Regions from separate parts of the Ovis aries genome. Here region 1 is linked to region 2. Evidence: chromatin contacts called from public Hi-C data. All regions are on one chromosome and are shown on one strand. Each heading gives the region's core, a stretch centred on a gene start, on an enhancer-like site or on the middle of the called end of the contact. The rest is flanking DNA. Distances are from core to core; before and after follow the strand shown. Region 1 holds the start of EZH2 (enhancer of zeste 2 polycomb repressive complex 2 subunit). Region 2 holds the start of CUL1 (cullin 1).

Region 1 (2,700 bases), core at 86-2,585, 150 kb after region 2:
ACCATCTCTTCCCCGTTCATCCCCTAGGGATTCGGGGAACAATCTCTCCTCACTAAATGACAGCTGATTTCGTTAGCACCTGTCGCCAGTCTCACACGAGTTGGCCAAAACAGCCTGGACAGGTTTCTTTTTTTTTTTTTTTTTTTGGAAGATGATGATTCTTCAGAAACTGGGGATTCACCAGGCGTTGAGTTCACTAAGTTTTCCAAAATACCACGCTTCTCGATCCCTCCCGTTCTTCACAAAGTGACCCTGAGGCACCGACTTTTGGGGAGGCGGAGATGGGGGTGGGGGGCCCACAAGGACGCGTGAACTCGACGGAAAGCCCTCCGTAACGAACAAAACCGCGGAGATGGGGGCGGGGGTGGGGGGTAGAACAGCGCGACCCGCCCCTCAAACTTAACGGAGAGCCCCGCCGAGACGACAGAGGCGGCCGGGGACCGCCTGGTCCGAGCGGGGCTCGGGGCCTCAGGGCTCCGGGGCAGCTTTCGGCGGAAATGTCAGCAAGCGCGGACGCCCGAGTCCGGTCTCCGCGCGCCGTCCCGGCCCCCGCGGCCCCGGGCCGAGCCTGCGCGCTCGCGGGGAGGGGGCGTGGGGCCGAGCCCGCCCGCCCGCTCCCCACGCCCCCTCTCCGCCCGCTGTCAGGCCCCGGTGTCACTGCCCCTGACTCGCGCCGAGCTCCCCCGAGACACAGTCCGTCCTTTGTCTCTGAGTGCGCACTCGGCGCTGAGGTCCCATCAACTTGTGTGGGTCCCGTCCCACCCGGGCGCTCCCGCCGCCGTGCCGCTCCACACAAAGGAGACCGGGGGCTCGGGCGGCCGGCCCGCCCCGGGCACCCGAGCGCCCCCAGCCCGGCCCCGGCGCCTCGGGAGGAACGGGCGCGCGAGGGGACCCCCCCCCCCCCGCAAACCCTCCGCTCGGCGCCCGCCCGGGCTCCCGCCTCGGGTTTCTCTGGCTCCCACACAGCCCGCCCGCGGGGGTCGCGCGGATCGGCCCGGGCCCACAGCCCTTTCCGAGGGGGGTGAGGGGAGGTCTCTTCTCACCCCCACGAGCCCCAGAGGCTCCCCGGGAAAGCCCGCTTGTGGGGGTGGGGGGAGGATTACCCGGACCGGCTGAGCGGCAGCGGAGATGTCCCGCCGCCGCCGCCCCACGCCGAGCTCCGGAGCCCCGCCGGCCGGCCGGCCTGCCGGCCCGACAGCGGCGCGTTACCTGCGCCCCGCGCCCCAGCCCGCGCCGCTCCCGCGCGCCGCTCCCGCGCGCCACCGCTGCCGCCGCCGCCGGGGCTCCACCGCCTTCTGCGTCCCAGTGGGTGTCGGACGCTCCCGGACCGAGCGCCAAACCAGGCAGCCCAATCGCCATCGCTTTTATTTGGCCCCCCCTGTCCAACCAAGCGCCGCCCCGATTGGCGGGACGCGAGGCGGGCTCCCGTCCAATCACAGGGCCCGCCGGCCTCTGAGGCGCCGAGCCAGCCCCACGCAGAGGCGCCCGCGGGACTCTGCCGGGCCGGGCCGGCGGCGCGTGCGCGCGGGCGGGCAGGCGCTGAGGGACGCTGCCGCCTGAGTGGAAGCGCCGCGCCGGCTCTTTGTTCTTTTCTCCGAACGCCCGGCGCCTCTCAGGAAGGCGGTGGGGCCGGCGTTCGGGGAAGAAGGGCCTCCGGAGCCCGAATCCCCAAACCGCGGGCGGGAAGGCGGGCTGGGCGGGGTGGCGGGAACCGGCCGGAGGGCGGGACGGCGCGCTCGCGGCGCTTGGCGGGAACCGCCGCTTCGGTGTTCCCGGGCCGGAGGGGCGGGGCGGGGCCGAAAGCCAAGTTTGAACCAGTTCAAAACTCGGGGTGGTAACGGTTTCAACTGCCGCGCTCTTTTTCCCCGCGCGCGCAGCGGAGGCCCTGGCCGGCCGGCCGGCGGGCGGGAAGAGCCGGACACGAGGGCTCGCGGCGCCCGGTCTGCCGGCCAGACGCCCTCTACGGCCCCAGCTCCAGCCCGGCTGGTCTCGGGCGAGGAGCTGCGAGCCTCCCGCCCTCCGGCGTGGCCGATGCGCCGTCCCCCGAGCCGAGCGGAGCGCCCTGCCGGCTACTTTTGTCTGCTGCCGCCCCTCGGCCGCTTGGCCCGACTCGGGTCCCACTGGACTTTGGCTAGTCGATCCCACAGTGCCCATCGCCTTAGAAACCCTGGGAAAGAGAGAAGTCACGATTATTTCAGATTCCTCATTCAGAGCGCCTTGTTCAAACCCTTTCCAGTGTTGCAGTGCCAAGCACGTGTCAGCGTTAAAAATCATTTATCAAGGATGATTGTTCATGTCCCTCGTGCTAACTTCTCTACAAAGTATTAAGATGCCAGCATTTTTCAAGTATTAAAAAAAAAAAAAAAGATCATGGGGTGAGCCTGTCTCCACCCAGAGGAGTTAGTGCTATTCCACTTAGGATACAGTCGCCCTTTTTGATTTATCTGGCAGTGAAGTTAAGGTTATTCCGATTTTTTTTTTTAGTAGGGTGTAACTATAGGGCAAAGTAACCCCCTCACCCACATAAACTGAGATTCCAAATTGAGAGCTCACGTGCGGGGCAGGGAAGACGGTCACCTATGAGCTCGAGCTAAAAGCCTAACGGAATCATGCTTTAACGGAATCATGCTTTTAGTATTTTATTTAATTTTTAAATGACTAAGATTTTTAATAACTAGTTGCTCTCTTTGTGTTCCCAGA
Region 2 (2,851 bases), core at 103-2,602:
GCAGAGCAGAAGTGGTACAGATGCAACCTGGTTATGAAGTGGACATAAAAGTCAATGGTGTAGCCTTAGAGCTAAGAATAATAGTGCAGATGAGTGGAGAGTAAAGGCTGGAAGAAATTAAGAACTAGGAACTGAGGCAATGAGAAGTGGAGAGGAAGGTAGAGATGAACTAAATCCTCCCATTAGGGAAAAACAGACGTTGGAAGAAACAAACAGCAAAGGGAAAGTTGACCCACTCAGCTCACGTGTTAGCTGTGGGGAGTCACAGACAGGACGACCATATTGGATGATGAAATGGCAGAGGACAGGTTAGACAAACGGGAGATGAGCTAACCTGTCCTCTGAGGAAAGCTCGCAGCAGTGAGGGTCTCAGAGAAACCATATGTGTGCAGCCTCCCATATATGTGTACATATATATGTACAAGCCTTCCATTTTTACCTTCAATTCTCCCATGTGCCCATGAGAAAGTTAAATACATCTAAGCTTCTTTTGAATATTTAGAAGTATAGGATATTTGTTGCTGTTCTGCCGCTCAGTCCTGTCCAGCTCTTTGCAGCGGCATGGACTGCAGCACGCCAGGCTTCTCCGTCCTTCACCATCTCCCGGAGTCTGCTCCAACTCATGTCCATTGAGGATATAAAGCACGAATTTAAAAATCCTTAAATAGGCTGAGATCACATACTCTGGTGACAGGTACAGACAAATGCCATACTTTTAAAGATAAAGAGTTGTTGACAGAAGGCCACATTTCAATAGGAGGAACCGCATATACAAGTATGTCTTAAGATATTTCTTCTAAGAGACATCCATATTCCTCAGGAAACAGTGAGGGCTGTGGGAGTAGCCCTAGGCTCTGGGCCTAGCATTTCCACCCCAAGGTGATACTCAATGTTTTAGTTTTGGAGCAAAACAGGAAGTTACAGTCATCAAGTCTTTGGCCCAGATAACCTGAAATCTTTCCATGCTGAACTGTTCATGGACCATGGGATTAGAGAAGAAGCCCCTTCAAGTCCAAGCTTTCTCACCTGTGTCCCCACAGGAAGCCAGGTGGCCATTTGCGCTGCCCAAATTTGTATTTCAGGTAACCACTTGTGAGTTAATTTCAGATGAATGAGACGAACGACTCCGCAGCACTGGTGAAAACAGTCCTATTCAATAGTCATACCTCACTCATCCCATCCATATATGTAAGATCTTCAATTTCATTCTTCACTTAATCTTTACAGAGATTAATGGTAAAGTGTCTTTGTCGACCTCTGTTCAAAAAAGAGTGGGTTAGAGAGTTTGAAGAGGTAAGCTAATTTGGTTTGATCTCCGAACCAATTTTAGAGAGAGAGAGAGACAGAGAGACGCCGAGGAGCTGGGACTTTGAGGTGCCGATCCACGAGGCCGCAGGTGTCCTGGGGTTCAGAGAATGGACGGCACGTTTCTCTGGAGTCTGCTGCGCCTGCCTTTCAGGGCCACTCGCCCATCTCTGACTTTTATCAGCCGGTCGGGGTATGGCTTTTGGTTATCCTCCCGCCGGGAAGGTAGATCCAGCGGGTGTAGTTGTGATCCGTGTCGGTTCAGTGTGTGTGCGCGCAGGAGCGGGGGAGGGCGGCGTGTAAGACCCTCTGCTCCGGGGTGTTTCGGGCCGGTTTCTCCTCAGGCTGGGGCCCCGACCTAGGAAGGTGACCACCCCCGCCCCCTCCTCGTTCGGCCCAAAGTGGCGGGAAGCCGGGTCCTCAGAGGCGGCCCCCAAGGCCAGGGAGGCAGTAAAACCTGGAGGAGGATCCGGTGCGCCCGTCCGGGGAGGGTGCGGCGTCCATGGCCAGGGGCCCGCGGGGGCTTTCAGGTAGAGAGCAGCCCCGCGAGCGGGGCCTCGGCGGCGCGGGGCGGCGGGCGGGGTGGGGAGAACTCGGGGCCGCGGCACGGCGGGCGGGGGCTTTCGGGCCCCTCCCGCTCCGCGGGGCTGGTGGGGAGATGGCGGCGACGGTTTCCCGGCTCCCCCGCCCCGGACGCCGATGGCGGAGCGTTCCGGCCCTCCCCCCCCAGCTTCTCCACCGCGGGAGCCGGAGCCGGTGAGGCCGGGAGGGCGGGGAGCGGCGAAGGGAAGGAGAGAGGGCGGAGGTTGCGTGGTGCAGGCGGCGGCGGCGGGAGGAGGGCCGGCGGGCGGGCCGGGAGGAGGAGGAGGAGGAGGAGGCGGGAGCCGTGTCGCACGCAGCTCCAGGCGGGGCAGCCCCGGCGGCTGAGGGACGCGGCGAGACCTTGGCGGGACGGGGATTTAACCGGGGCCGGGCCCAGCGACCAGGTGGAGACGTCGCCGGAGCCATTTAGGCAGCCGGGAAATGCGGGTGAGTTGTCGGCGGCGCCGGGGCTGAGGGGAGGCGGCGGCGGCGGCGCAGGCCCGACCCGGAGCCGCGGTGTCGCAGTGACTGGGGCCGCGGCGGCCGAGCTCAGGCGCCGGGCGAGAGGCCCGAGGCGCCGAGCCGCGACCGGGCGGAATGGCGGCGGGGGCCGGGGCACTCGTGGGCAGAGGGCGCCGGGGGCGGGAGGGGAGCGCGCGCGCGCGCGCGCGGGGTCCGGCCCTGAGTCACCCCGGCCGGCTCGGGCCTGGCGGGCCGCGGCCCCGGACGCGGGCTCGGGGCGGCCCAGGCCCGGACTACGCACTGGGGAAAAAAAAAAAAAAAGGCCCGATTCATCGCGCCCGAGGCGGCGGCCTGGTGGCGTCCGCCCCTTTCCCAGCGCGACCCGCCTCGGGCCGCGGAGCCGGGCTGGCGAGCGGCCCCCGGGGCAGTCGGGCGCGCGCGCCTCACCTCTCTCCAGGCGGCGACCACCACCCCACCTCAACCAAGGGGTGCCCGAGCCCGC

The links. A called contact is a pair of places that touch in the nucleus more often than the background predicts.
Region 1: a Hi-C map of hypothalamus shows a contact between it and region 2, with 2.3 times the contacts expected there. The contact joins the promoter of EZH2 here to the promoter of CUL1 in region 2. A contact is called at or near these places in 2 of 16 Hi-C or Micro-C datasets (hypothalamus and skin fibroblasts).

Annotation. Positions count from the first base shown.
Region 1 is chr4:113,216,037-113,218,736 of ARS-UI_Ramb_v3.0, forward strand. It overlaps EZH2 (enhancer of zeste 2 polycomb repressive complex 2 subunit), which reads right to left and starts at 1,336. Exons shown (of 19, transcript XM_060415189.1): 1 at 1,210-1,336.
Region 2 is chr4:113,064,379-113,067,229 of ARS-UI_Ramb_v3.0, forward strand. CUL1 (cullin 1) reads left to right here and starts at 1,353. Exons shown (of 22, transcript XM_060415186.1): 1 at 1,353-1,498.